Regions from separate parts of the Sus scrofa genome. Here region 1 is linked to region 2. A link is a contact called in public Hi-C data. All regions are on one chromosome and are shown on one strand. Each heading gives the region's core, a stretch centred on a gene start, on an enhancer-like site or on the middle of the called end of the contact. The rest is flanking DNA. Distances are from core to core; before and after follow the strand shown.

Region 1 (6,622 bases), core at 4,108-6,607, 52 kb before region 2:
CAAGTTTCTGCCCTTTGCCCTTGAGGACTGAGGGCAGCCTAGGGCGTGACACGGTCGGTGGCCGGTGGCCACTGCCCGGGCCTACTTGTGACTCGGCCCACTGCCTGTCTTCCCACAGTATGGTTTATACGTTGGTGAGTTTCTAAGGGGGAAGCCGGCCAGGGAGCGAGCCCAGAACGGACCGGACGCCTGTGCACCCCCAGCCCTGCCCCTGGGCCGCAGAGGCCTCAGCCCTGGGGAGGGAGGGGGCACTGGTGCCCCCAGCCTCCTCTCCACCCCCCAAACTGCTGCTGCGGGGACTTCCCGCCTTCAGAGCCCCCTCCCCTTGGACGAGGGCTGGGCAGAGCTCTAAATAGGGGCTCCTCTGCCAGCCTGTGGGCATGGCAGTCAGTCCTGGAAGGGGCGGGACCTCCGGCCTTGTCCGCTTCAAGGGGAACTTAGACCCTGCCATGGGGCAGGGCTTGACCCTGGAAGTTCTGGGCCGCCCCCTCCACCCCTCACCCTGAGGCTCCCCCTGCAGGTGGGGGGGTACCCACACCGGGAATGAGCAGGCTCAGCAGGGGGGCAGCCCCACCCCTAGTCTGCCCTCTCCCCTCCCCCAGGCTCTCTCTCCAGACAACCTCCCATCCCCAGCTGTCCCAGTCCCGGCCTCCCCTGTCTCTTGGACCTATTTTCTATGTTGCCTGGAGGAGTCCGGCACCCCCTTCCCGGCCATTTGTGACAAAATATGAATAAACTACTGCAAACACATGGGCCCCAGTTCTGCTCCTGAAAGGCTCATAGACGAGATGGGGGCAAAGGGACTGTGTAGGGGGCAGCCCTGAGCTAAATCCTCAAACAGCACAGCTAGGCTCACCCCAAGAACCCCTCCAGGGAGCCCCTCAATGGATCAGAAGCCTTCAACGTCTCCTTAGCAGCTGCCCCCTTCCAGCCTCACTTTCCCAGCCACAGATCAACAGCTATTTCTGCTGAAACACTTCCATCCACCTTCTGAGGCCATATCAAGGCCGCCAGCCCCAGGAAGCCCACCCTGGGTTCCCCTGCTCCAAGAAGGCCTGAGCCTGGTGCCCCGGGCAATGCAAAGGCCCAGCAGTGTTAGCAAATCCCCCGCAAAGCCCCAGAAACAAGGGTCAAACGACATCAAGGAAACCAAATCTTCGCTGTATGGAAAAATCAGTGCCAGCAGGGACCAGGGGTCACCGAACCAAGTGGAAAGTCAGCCAGTATATGATGAGGGGCTGGAAGGCTGCAGCTCCCAGGGTCAGGTAGAGCTGGAGGCGCTGCCGGGGGGCCGGGCCCCCCATGCTGTCGGAGCCCAGGGCTGCAGTTCGCAAAGAGCGCACCTGGAAGACAGGAGGGAGCTGAAGCTGGGCCGGGAGGGGAGGCTTGTCCCCAGCTCTGACCCGGGCAAAGAGCGGCCGACCCAGACTCACGATGAAGTACATGAGCGCAGACGAAGTCCAGGCCAGCGCTACGTAGTAGCCATCGCTGCCAAAAAGCAGGCCCGTGAGAACACTGAGGATCATCCTGCAGAGGGCAGGGGCGGGGGAGGAAGAGAAGGCTGGAGCCCTCCCAAGCATCCAGGTCTGAGACTGAGCCCGCCTGCCAGGACCCCGAGCCCAGCCTAGACCTGGTCTACCGTCACTGGAGCCCCTGACCCCGAATGGGACCCACAGGGACCTAGACTCCGAATGAAACGGCAAGGCCAGGGCTCAGCCCGAGGCCCTGGATCTGAGACCCCCTTCAGCACCCCAGCTCGAGGCCTTTCTCTCCTGTGCTCCCAGGCGATGCTCAATACGCCCCTGACCTCCTGAGCAACACTGCACAGTTCCAAGGAGATGCGGGAGACAGGTGGTCCCCTAGCAGAGGAGAGCTAGAGGGGCGGAGAGTGTCCAGGGTCACAATTCGAGGCTGCAGCTCAACAGGCCAGGAGTCCAGGCAGCCGGCACCCCCCCACCCAGGCCGGCCTCCCTTGAGGTCCACAGCTGCTCACCCCACATATTTGTAGCCACTGTAGGCCAGCAGGTGGAAGGTGCTCAGGTCACTGCGCACGGTGGCCAGGTAGATGCCCAGGAGCAAGGCTAGCACCTCCATCACCACCCACACCAGCGCGGTACTTGCACACAGGCCCAGCACCTCTGGGGAGAACCTGTGGCCGGGTGGGGGTGGGGAGAGGTGAGTCCCAAACCAGCCATTCTGTGGCAGGGGCGGGGAAGTGCTGGGGATGCGGAAGGGGTTGGCACCGACCTTTTCTGAATGCCCAGCGCCATCCCAGCCAGCAGCACATAGGTGATGAAGGCCATCGCTGCCAAGAGCCAGAGACATGTCATCAGCCTGGTTTCTCCACCAGTGCACCACCCCCAACACACACCTAGGTACTCGGAGTCACCCCTTCACCCGCAGTGTTTCCTTCCCTGGATTTCCCAACATGCCTGCCTGCCTGGGATGCCCTCCCTGTGCAGCCTTTTCCCCCTGGGTAAATGCCACCCTGCCCTTCTCTCAGGACCACTAGGCCTCCTCCTGCCCTGTCCCTGGACTAGGAAACTCCCTAAAGTTTCCTGCTGTGTCTCAGAAACGACATCACAGGTCAAGGTCATTGCTCATCCCAGACCAACAGGCAGGGGCCAGATGGACCAAAAGGCAGGCTCGGCAGACAACCCAGGCAGTCCCAGCAGTCCAGGCCATGGGGGTGACCTGACCTCAGCCAGAAATGTTAAGTCTGGCCTTTGTACTGGCTCCAGCTCTGGCCACCCTGCCACATGGACCTCTGCTCTTTTCACAAAAGCTCAGGTGGGAGATGGCCTCTCACAGCAATTTCAACTCATGAGTCCTGGCCTCGGCCCCCTGAAGGCACCACGAGAACTGATGTGCCCACAAGGACATGGAGTAGGAACCAAACTACCAGCCACGTGGCCTCAAATATACTCAAAGCTCTCTGAGCCTTGGCGTTGACACGTGAGAGGGGATGGTGGTTCCTGCCTTACCCGCCACTATGACAGGGAAGCAGAATGAGGGGGAAGAAGAAGCTGTGACTCTCCAGGGCCACGGGCTGTCATGCTGCCCTCCCTGCCACTGGCTGCCCTCTTGGCAGCCCTTCGGAGGGCTGGCCCCAGGCCCGCCACCACTCCTTCATGTCACTATGGGCCTCGCCTTGTGCAGTCCCTGGACAGAGAGGACTCAGACCAGGGTCCACCAGCCACAGCACCGTGTGGGTGGCCTGACCCAGGCCATGTGGTTGGACAGCTGTGGGACCCAGAAGGGAGTGACAGCTTCCTCAGAGGAGGGGCTGCTGGAGCAGGCCTTGGGGGGCAAGTAATGACAGTGATAAGGGCTATTATTTGCTGCCGATTCCTGTGCTCAGCACGCACATCACCTCGCTGAATGTCCACAGTTTCCTGTCCTTTGTGGTAGGAACCATGGCAATTCCAGTTACTCAGAAGGGTGAAAGCACCTGAGGTTCCAGAGCTGGAAGTTGCAGGGCCAGGTCTACACCCTGGGGTCCAGGCTGAGGAGGGACAGGGTTCAAGTCAAGTGGCCGGAAGTACCCTGATGGCACACCCAGGAGGCTGCCTCCTGGTCATCCCACTCTGTCCACCTGCTCTACCCGGTGTCTAGAGACACCACGAAAGCCACACACAAAAGCACCAAGAGCAGATGCTGAATCAACACGTGCGCCTCTCTCTTCTCGGTGCCTCAGGGCACAAGTCTGCCCACATGCCCCAGCCCAGGTCAAAGACTCACTGGGAATATAGAGGTCGGGGGCGTTGAGGTCTTGCCGAGGGGGCAGAGGCACATCGCGACTGTACTGCACTTCCCAGTTCTGGTGTTGGCGGCGGCGCAGCAGCAGCGGCGGATTAGAGGGAAAAAACAAGAAGAGAGGAACGAGGGGGGTTGAGATCTGGGGATCGGACTCTGCGGCAGGATGAGGGAGGCAAGGGGGCCCGCCCTGGGAGGCAGCTCACCTGGTGTGTGTAAGGGAAGACCAGCAGCCCTAGCTTCTTAGCCACATAGGCTGTGTCCACAGCGAAAAAATACTTGAGTTTGTTCACAGACACGAAACGGTGTAGCTGGGAGGTGGAAAGAGGAGGCTGTGGGCAAGCCGCACCCTGGACCTCAGGGTGCTCCTCCCCTGAGGGCTACCAGGAGGACTGGGTGGGACCCCGTGATGCCCCAGCCCTGGGCAGAAATCCTGCCCCCCTTGCCCTGGGGGTGGGCCACACCTCCTTGTGCACCATGTCCTTCCCATGGGAGGCGATGGAGCTGCCATAGGCCATAGCCACGTTGGCCATTGGGTCCCCAAGCAAGTGGTTGACATTGAAGGCCACGTCGGCTCCTGGGGCTGGGTATCCCCCTGGCTGGCTGGAGTAACCACCGCTTGTGTCATCGAAGAGGGAAGGGGGATCCGGAGCTGCCCGGGCCCTGTGCTTGGAGCCTGTGGGTTTGCAGGTACCAGAGTAGGTGACAGGAATACCAAGCATGAGCCCAAACCACTGCCCCGTCCCCAGGCTGGGCAGCCCTGTATGGGTCCTGGGAGCACCAAGCAATCAGTGAAGGAAATTCTAGCTGGATGAGGAGTAGTTAACACAGAAAGAACTTTGATGAGTAATCTGTTTCAAGAGATGCTAAAAGTGGGCAAAGAAAGAGCTGAGGCAGCCCCTGGAATTGGGTGCCCCCATGAGGGTTCCTGGGGGCTTCTCAAGGGAAGTGATTTCTGAACTAAGCCTTGGAGACTGAGTTTGCTAGGTGGAGAAGATAATTGGGAGGGCATCCCCCATGAACAAGGGCGGTAAAGGCGACGGCTGGGTACACGGAGGCCCTGGGTAATGGTCAGCAAGTCTACCAGGGTCACGACAGAGAAAGGAAGTTTGGGAGGCAGACCCCAATCATGTCCGAGTCGGGCACGGGGATCCCAGTAGTGCTGTCACCACCGGATCTGATCTCAGGTTTAGGCCAAGAGGGCGAAGTCCGGGACGCGTTGCTGAGTCTCACGATGCAGGAACCCGAGTGACATCTGCCACTCTGGGCAGCGGTCACGGCCGCCCCTCTCCCTCAGGGTGAGCGGGCCGCGCCGCCGACCCTCCTCCGGCTGGTCGGTCCGCGCCCCGCCCGCCCCGCGCCCCACGCACCGTGGGCTCCGTAGCCCGAGTGATAAGCCATGGCCCCGACGCTCGCTCTCTCCGAGGGCCCGCTGCGTCGCCTGGTCGGTAAGAATACTAGTGGGGCAGCTGCTCCGCTTCCTGGGCACGGACCGAGGTTACAGAACAGCCCGACACGTCTCTGTACTGTCCGACTGCAGCAGCCATGTCCACAGCGTCATCCCCTGCCGCCTGCCATTGGCTCCTCCGCGGCGCGGACTCGCCCCTCCCCTCTCTCAATTGGCTACTGGCGCGCCCTCGCTGATGCGGATTCGGCAGCCGTCAACTTCCGGGCGGCAGAATAGGCGGAGCAATTTAATCCGCTCTTGGATTGGATAATGGATTTGTTAGTTCGCGGCGGAGTAGCCAATAGGTGGGTTAAGGTAAGAGGATGTTGAGAATTATTTCCGCGCCTGCGCAGTGGCCATTTGACGCTCGCCCTGCCACGACTACAGCAGGCGGAGACTAGGCGGAGGCGGGCTGCGGTTGGAGTCCAGGGGTGAAGATTCACTCGCGGGACGTACTCCAGGAGGGAATGGGATGGTGGGGCTGTAGCCAAGCCCTGTCCCTCCGGGCTCTTGCCCCTCCCTCTCAATGCTAGCTTTCCTTCCCGTCCTCCATACTGGCGCAGAGCCCTGGCAGCCCGAGGAGGTGTTGGTAGGAGGCCCGGCCGAGCAGTGACAGCGCGGCCAAGCGAGCTCCAGGATACTTACTGACTGCTCCTCCCGCCTCCCACCCCTCCTTTCCTCGCGGTTGCTGTCCATCCTCTGGTGCTGAAATGCCCTACAGCCACAGCTGCCGACCCCAGGATGTTGGGAGGGCCTGAGCTGTACACACACACACACACACACAAATACACACCCATTACACGGTTGAAAAACTGAGGTCCAGGTCTTAAGTCCCAGAGTTTGGGTGGTAATAGAGTTGGGATAGGATCCTGCGCCAGACTTGTCCCACGACTCTCCAGACGATTGTGAGTGGAGGTGTGCTGATTCACCTCCTGAAGCTGTGGTTGAAACTCCTGAGTCATTGCCAGCCCAGCAGTCATCTAGAAGTGAGACACCCCCCTCCCCACAAGCCTCACTCTCCACCTTTCTCTCACTCCCACCTTCCCCAAAGACAGCCTCTGGGGGCCGCCCTTCTTGGAGGCCTCCACCCACCATTTCCAGCAAGATCAGGTCCTCTGCGACCTGCCTCTAGTTAGATACCCAGTGTCCAGTTACACCAGGTGACCTTCCTGCTCTCTGAACTCAGTCGACATGGTCCAGTAGTAGGGCCTTTGCCCAGAAGTCCCTCCACCTGGGATGCTCTTCCCCTCATACCCACTTGTCCAAAATCAAATTATCCTTTAAGAGTGAGATCAACTTGTGCCTCTCAGAGAGACAAAGGGAACAGAGTTCTTACCTGGCTTGGGGTGGAGGCTGGAGGCCAGGTTCTAGGCTTTCTCTGGGTGCAGTGGTTTGCCCTGGATGTAAATTCCATGAGGA
Region 2 (6,810 bases), core at 3,398-5,897:
AGACCAGAGTCAGGATCGGGGTGCTGCTCCCCCTGCCCCCTGCAGCCTGCGACCCTCACGTGGGCCCTCCCTGGGCCCGCCCTTCTTCCCTGGCCGCACAGAGAAGCCCGGGAAAGAGGACGCTGTGCTTTTGGGAGCCTTGGTTTCCTCATCTGTTTCATGGACAGGGATGTGGGGACAACCCCTCCCTCCCCCGTGTCCTGCCTGGACGCAGACACGGGACCAGTCCTCTTGAGCCCCCACTGTGTCCCCCGGGGCTGGGCTGGGCCTGTCCCTGCTGGCTTTCAGTCCCCACAGCGACCACGAGGCAGGTCCTCTAACCAGCCCCCGGTGCAGGTGGGGCAGCCCAGGCCCTGCCTGCGGGCGGCACTGACAGGGCAGAGGGGGCCCCTCGCCTCACCAGAGCTGATGTCCAGGCTCTGGCGGTCCTCCTCCAGCCTCTGGATCCGCTCCTGCAGCTCCCCCTGCAGCGTGTCGTAGAGCAGCAGCTTCTCGCTCTGGAAGAGGCGGAGTGGCTCAGCCAGGCGGGCAGGGGCGCAGCTTCCGTCCCCCCCAGCGCCCACACCCAGGGGCTGCACGGTCACCTCCAGGTGCTGCCTGGCCCCCTGCAGCTCGCACTCGTACTTGTTCCTGATCACGTCCAGGCAGAAGCCCTTGTAGATCCCTGCGGAGGCCGAGGGGAGGCCCTGCCTGACTAAAGGGCAGCCGGGAGCCGGGCGAGGCAGGGGCAGGATGAGGGAGGAAGGGGGCAGAGAGCCGTGGGCTCCGGTAGGGGGACAGCCCACAGACCTGCCACCTGAATTCGAATCTTGAGGCTCCGCTGCAGCCCCCCGAGAGGCTCTGTGTACTCGGGCGCCCGCTCAGCTCCCACCTCCTCCAGCCGCACCCGCAGCTGACTCAGCCGTTCCCTGAACAACCTGGGAGGTAAAAGGCAGCCGTGCACCCCTGTGCTCAGCCGTCAAATGCGTGCGGGCCGCCGCACAGGCCCCAGGCCCGCGGACTCCCGGAAGGCCAGCCCCAGGGTCCCCACACTCACTTCTCCTTCAGCTCCGAGAACTGCTTCTCCAGGTCCAGCATCTCATTGACGCACTCGCTGCGGCGGCGCTCGTAGTCCTCATCGTCCATCTCTGGGACAGGAGGCCAGTCAGGGCTGGCTGGGGCCGGGGCCGGGGCCGGGGGCGGCAGGGCCGGCTTGCGGGTCTCACCTGAGCTCTCCTCCTCGGACTCGGTCGGGCTGCCGCTCCGTTCCTCCTCGCTCTCTTCCTCCTCCCCGTTCATCTCAGCAGCCGAGTCGCCCTCTGCTTCCATCTCCTCTGCGTCTTTGCTCGGAGGCTGGACAGGCATCTGGGCTCTGGGAGTAGCGGTGGAGCCAGTACTTGCCACTACCCACAGCTCTGCCCGAATGTGGCTACTCCAGGAGTGGCCTAACTGCAGGCGGGGGACCACTGGGGAAGGCACGAGACTCACCACATCCTGTGCGTGCCCACGCTCGGTGGAGCAGGTGCAAGCAGCCCTGGCCGCACATCTCCCAGGAGCCCGGGAGCCATGGGCATGCCCGTATGCCCTTGGACACTGTCGGTGATCCCAGGCCTGGGAACACCAGCCAAGACGATGACCCGTCAGCTGGGAAAGGCCAAGGGTGGGCTCCCCACTGCCTACCGGACTGGGCCCAAACCTTTTCTTTTTCTTTTTTTTTGCTTTTTAGGGCCACAGGTGCGACATATAGAGGTTCCCAGGCTAGGGGTCGAATCAAAGCTACAGCTGCCGGCCTACACCACAGCCACAACAATGCCAGATCCGAGCCGTCTGTGACCTACACCATAGCTCACAGCAATGCCAGATCCTTAACCCACTGAACGAGGCCAGGGAGTGAACCCACATCCTCATGGAGACTCGTCAGGTTTGTTACTGCTGAGCCACAATGGGAACTCCTGGGCCCAAACTTCTGATCCGGGCTTCCAAGGCCCTGCACAGACTGGACTTGAATCACCGGTCCAGCTCCTTCACCCCACCATCTGCTGGCCAGTTCTCAAATATACCACGCACTTCCCCACCAGCCCTAACGCCCACGGCGCTATTCTTTCTTTCTTTTTTTCTTTTTTTGGTCTTTTTAGAGCCATATTCGCAGCATATGGAGATTCCCAGGCCAGGGGTCCAATTGGAGCTGTAGACGTTGGCCTACACCACAGCTACAGCAACGCCAGATCCAAGCTGCGTCTGCGACCTACACCACAGCTCACGGCAATGCTGGATCCTTAACCCACTGAGCGAGACCAGGGATTGAACCCGAAACCTCATGGTTCCCAGTCAGATTCCTTTCTGCTGCGCCACGACGGGAACTCCTGTGCTATTCTTCTGCCTACACCGCCCTCCACTTCTCTTCCTGAGAACACTCTACGATGCTTGTGTTCTCACTGGGCTCAAATCCTATCTCCTGCTTCCTTCATGATCTCATGTCCTCAGTGCTGCCCTCTCCCTTATGCATCTTCAACTCTCGCTCCTGACAGCTCCTCCCAGAGAACGTCAGACGTGCTCAGGTATCTACCACCAGAGAGAGAAAGCAGAAACACAAAACCTCACCCCACCCCACTGCTCGCCGTTTTCCACCTCATGGCTACTTTTCAAGGCCTTGTGGACACTTGCTATTCCTACTCGCCCACCTCCCACTTGTTCTGTTCCTGTATCATCACTCTCAGCTGAAGCCCATCCTGTAGAGTTAACTGACGAACTCCTCGTACCTAATGCCAGTATTTTTTGGTGCTTATCTTAGGTTGACTTCTCAGCAAACTGAACAGTCTTAAGCATTCCTTCTTTTAGTCACTCATTTAATATTTACTGAAGATCTAATACATGCTAGGTAGCAGCAGACACTATGGTAGGAGCTGGGCACAGGTGCGACAGTCTCTGACCTCAAGGAGTTTACAAGTTCCTGGGACAGAAAGGCTAAGAAACAGACTGTTGCTGTGGGGTGAGAAGAGTTAAGACCAGGGGCTTACGGGAGAGGCATCTAACTGGGACCTGGAGCCTGCTGCAGCAGTGAGGGCCTGCAGAGGAAGATGGGCCAGACAGATGAGCTGAGCTGGTCAAGAGAGGGTGCATTCTAAGTAGAGTGAGTAGCAGGTGCAAACACCCCAAGAGGAGAGAAGGGGGCAGGGCTGGGGGTCCATGGGTCTAAGCCTCACAGAGAAATGTGGGCTGCAGAGATCTGGTCATCACATCGTGAGTTCTTCAGGCCTTGGGAGAGGGTGCAACCAGCAAGGCAGAATGTGTGGAGTGAGAAGGAGTTCATGATGGAACTTCTAGGGTCATCAAAGGGGCAGATGACAAGATGCCAGGAAAGGAGAAGGAAATTAGCAAGAGACAGAGGAGGAAAAAGTCAGAGTATAGGGGGAGAGAGAGAATTTCAGAATGAAGGAGATGAGACAGTGCCAAATGCTGCCAAAAGATCGCCCAAGAGGAAGACTAAACAGTCTCAATAGATCATTTCTGACTAAAGGGGTTTCTACTTCACCGGATGTTTTCCTCTGGGTACTTTGTAGTCCTTCAGATCCGCGTAGATGCCCCTCCTTATTTATTTCCACGTCTGTTGCCCATCCTCATGCCTGTCTGTGAGCCTCCCCAGGGCAGGGCTGCACACGCGCTTTACCCACCCCGCGCAGTACTGACTCACTAGACCACTGGAGGATTTGCGAATGCAAATTAAACAAAACACATTTTTGCAGGGCAGGAAATGGCTTTCTTAGTAGCCCCTGGTCCCTACAGTGGTAGCAAACCCAAAGTGTTTTGTCACCTTTCCTTGACATCAGTTTGAGTAAACTGACTGGCCTAGAGGGCCGTTTCAAAGCATTCCTCAAGGATTTCACAAATGATCTGAACCTGAGCTGAAAACCTCGGTTCTCCAAATCAGCCTCCTCTTTCCCTTTTTCAAGCCTCAGTTCCTGGAGTTCCCAAACTTTGCAATTTCTCTTCACTGTTAAATATATTTTAACAACTCGGGGTAAGTCCCACCTTTCTGGACCAGAGAGGGCGGGGCTTGGGGGGAGGTCTCTCTCCACCAGTCTCTGGGTCTACTGAGAGAGCCAAATTAAATCACATCCTCCCCACTTTAGCCCGGGTACAAAATGAGGATAACCATCACTACTCTGGGTGTTGTAAAGATGGCAAGAGGTAAGGGATCGAAAAGCAAACTATAAGGTGCTGTGCACATGCAATTTATCTTTTCAGAAAGCGAGCATGTCAAGGGCACGCCTCGTAGGAAGGAAGATTCTTCCCCACCCTCGAAGAAGCCGACCCAGTCCCTCCACGGCGCACCCAGAGCCTCGCGCCCCGCTCCATCTCCGTACGCGGCGGAGCGGGCGGGAGAGTCACTGGCTCCTCGGTCCCGCGGCCCCAGCTCGCGTCCGGGCGGTTAAGTCTCGCTACCGCCCTGGATATTGGGCAGGCTCCGACTGCCTGTCCGAAAGGGCAAACCAGGCGCCAGGGTTGGCGTTACGCACCCGTAGGTAGTGGCGCTTCCAGCCTCACGTCTTAGATTCCCCAAGAGGTGCCGGAGGTTATCGGTACTGGCTGCCGCTGTGGGGGTCCCGGAAGCGCCGCACCGGTCCCTCTTCTCCGGGGGCGGGGCCTACCCGCGCTTTCCGCATGCGTCATCAGGAGGCGCCCATCGGAGTGCTCACAATTGGATAGCTGGGGCGAGGCATGCTGGGATACCGCGGGACGGTTTCCATGGCAACGGACCGACATTCACACAGGCTTTCAGCATGCAGGAAAGGCCCTTGTGCCTTCCTAGCTTTGCAGCCCTCGCGTCTGGGTCCACAGTCACCTCCCGGCGGCGCGAAAGGGGAGAACCTGCGACCCGCGGCCCCCACCCCCGCCCGGTTCCGGAGAGTAATGGAGCCAGCTGTAGGTGTGAACACTCATTTATTTACACATTGTAGTCGGTAGGCAAATCACCCAGCCCAGGCTATTCAAGGGTACAGATCTCAGACGCACAGAACCTGCAGATCCTTCCCTTCTCTAGAGCCCCCGGGACGGAGGCCTAAGACACCAGGAAGTTTCGGCTTCTGCCCAAAAGCTAAGAACTAAATTCAACGCCTTCATCTGATTTCTTTCCAAAAAGCCCATTTTGTTAACTACTCAGACTTCTCAGCTCTGCCCCCATTCATACTTTTTGCTCTCCTACTGCTCACCCACCCAAGATTGTTAATAATAATAACAATAATAATAACAACAATAATAATACTGTAATAATATTAATAATACTTCACATTTGTACGAAGCTTACAGAATGTTTTCACATATAGCATCTCATCTGAGCCTCCCAGCAGTTCTGTGAGGTAGGTATTCTCACCTCCCTTTTACAGACGGGGTAACTGAGGCTCAGAGAGAGAACGGGATTTGCTCAAGGCCACACAGCTAGTTAGTGGTTAAGCTAGGACTTGATCCCAGCACCCCATATTCAAGTCCAGTGTTCAAACACCACAGCTACCACTGTAAAGTGGAGTGACGTTTCTTACCCCAGTCAGGCCTGAGGGGCGGCCTAAGGAGGGAGGAGGCTGAGACTTCTCAGACTAGGGGAAGGAAGGGCTCAGCAGTGACGTGGGGAGTCGGGGTACTTGGCCTTCAACTCCTGCTTGAACTGACGGTAAAGGATCTTATTGTGCTGATTTTCGGCCTCCTTTTGGGGGTGGAATTTCAAAGCTTCTTTGAAGCCTTTATGAACCAGGAAACCTTCGTTCAGCACCTCAAAATCGAATCCTGCCACGTGCAACTCACAAGCCTGTGGAGGGAGAAATAGGTCAGCAAAGTTTGATGAGGTTCCCAGGCCAGAGACGGACATCACTGCTCACTCCAGCATGCCCATTCCTCTGGAGGCATCCTGGATCTTTCAGCCATCCAGCCACCTCCTAAACTATGATCCCTCCTGCCTCACTGGCTCCTTTCCATCCAGGGCCACCCACAGCTCCCTGATTTCACCATCCCTCCTGCCCCATTTCCCTTGCCCTCTCCCTTATGAGCACCTGGCTGATGCGATTGAAGCCATACTGCCGAAAGCGCTCGTCGAAAGTGGGCACCTTGCCTCCGGCCACGTAGAATGGCTCCCAGGGGTCCTGCCAGGGCACCACATAGGAAGGCCTCAGCAAGGTCTCTTCTGGCAGGTTGACCCAGCGGGAGTAGTTGGTGGGCGCTTGGCAGGGCGTGCACAGCCCATAATAGAAAGGCCGCACCTCGCCCACCTGGTAGAGCTGCAGCAGCTCGTTTTTGTTAGTGGGCATGCGGCGAGCTCGACGGATCTCAAAGGCGGGCACCACCAGCGCTGTGCCCGCCCACTGCTTGCTCTGATCCAGCATTTCCCGCAGGCCTCTCCACAGCCCCTCGCTGGGCACCATGTCCACGTCGATTACCAGGGCATAGTTGGCCCCCTCACGAGCCAGATTCCTCAACAGGTTATTGGGGTAGGAGACATTGGTGCCCAGTGCATAATTGATCCCGGGCTGGGCTACCCTGGCTAGTTTGTCAAAGACCTCCTGGCAGGACCGCAACAGGGCAAACTCTCCTGGCTCCCGAGGATCGGGCACGGCGGCCTCATAGCGTGAGGGGCACACCAGGTGCATGGCGACCCTGGCGCGCATATCGGGGCAGTGGCTGCTCAGCGCATAGGTCAGCACCGTGGCCAGCTGCGCCTCCTCCTTGGTGGCCGCGAACACCGACACGGAGAGCGGGCCCTCCCAACGCTCCAACAGGCCCGATAGATGCAGCAGGTTGTCCACACTGGCGTGCGTCGCCAGGATCACATCGTTGGGGTCCATG

What was found. A called contact is a pair of places that touch in the nucleus more often than the background predicts.
Region 1: a Hi-C map of liver shows a contact between it and region 2, with 4 times the contacts expected there. The contact joins the promoter of YIF1A here to the promoter of BRMS1 in region 2. A contact is called at or near these places in 3 of 47 Hi-C or Micro-C datasets (brain, liver and mesenchymal stem cells).

Annotation. Positions count from the first base shown.
Region 1 is chr2:6,096,484-6,103,105 of Sscrofa11.1, reverse strand. It overlaps YIF1A (protein YIF1A), which reads right to left and starts at 5,357. Exons shown (of 8, transcript XM_013994066.2): 1 at 5,127-5,357; 2 at 4,221-4,432; 3 at 3,963-4,067; 4 at 3,742-3,820; 5 at 3,374-3,505; 6 at 2,248-2,305; 7 at 1,434-1,527; 8 at 1,141-1,343. The coding sequence starts at 5,157. The coding sequence ends at 1,197. It overlaps CNIH2 (protein cornichon homolog 2), which reads left to right. Exons shown (of 6, transcript XM_021082810.1): 6 at 119-759. The coding sequence ends at 146.
Region 2 is chr2:6,043,914-6,050,723 of Sscrofa11.1, reverse strand. BRMS1 (breast cancer metastasis-suppressor 1) reads right to left here and starts at 4,647. Exons shown (of 10, transcript XM_003480672.4): 1 at 4,497-4,647; 2 at 1,206-1,351; 3 at 1,037-1,127; 4 at 790-917; 5 at 585-664; 6 at 401-497. The coding sequence starts at 1,344. B4GAT1 (beta-1,4-glucuronyltransferase 1) reads right to left here. Exons shown (of 2, transcript NM_001315579.1): 1 at 6,021-6,810; 2 at 5,504-5,779. The coding sequence ends at 5,588.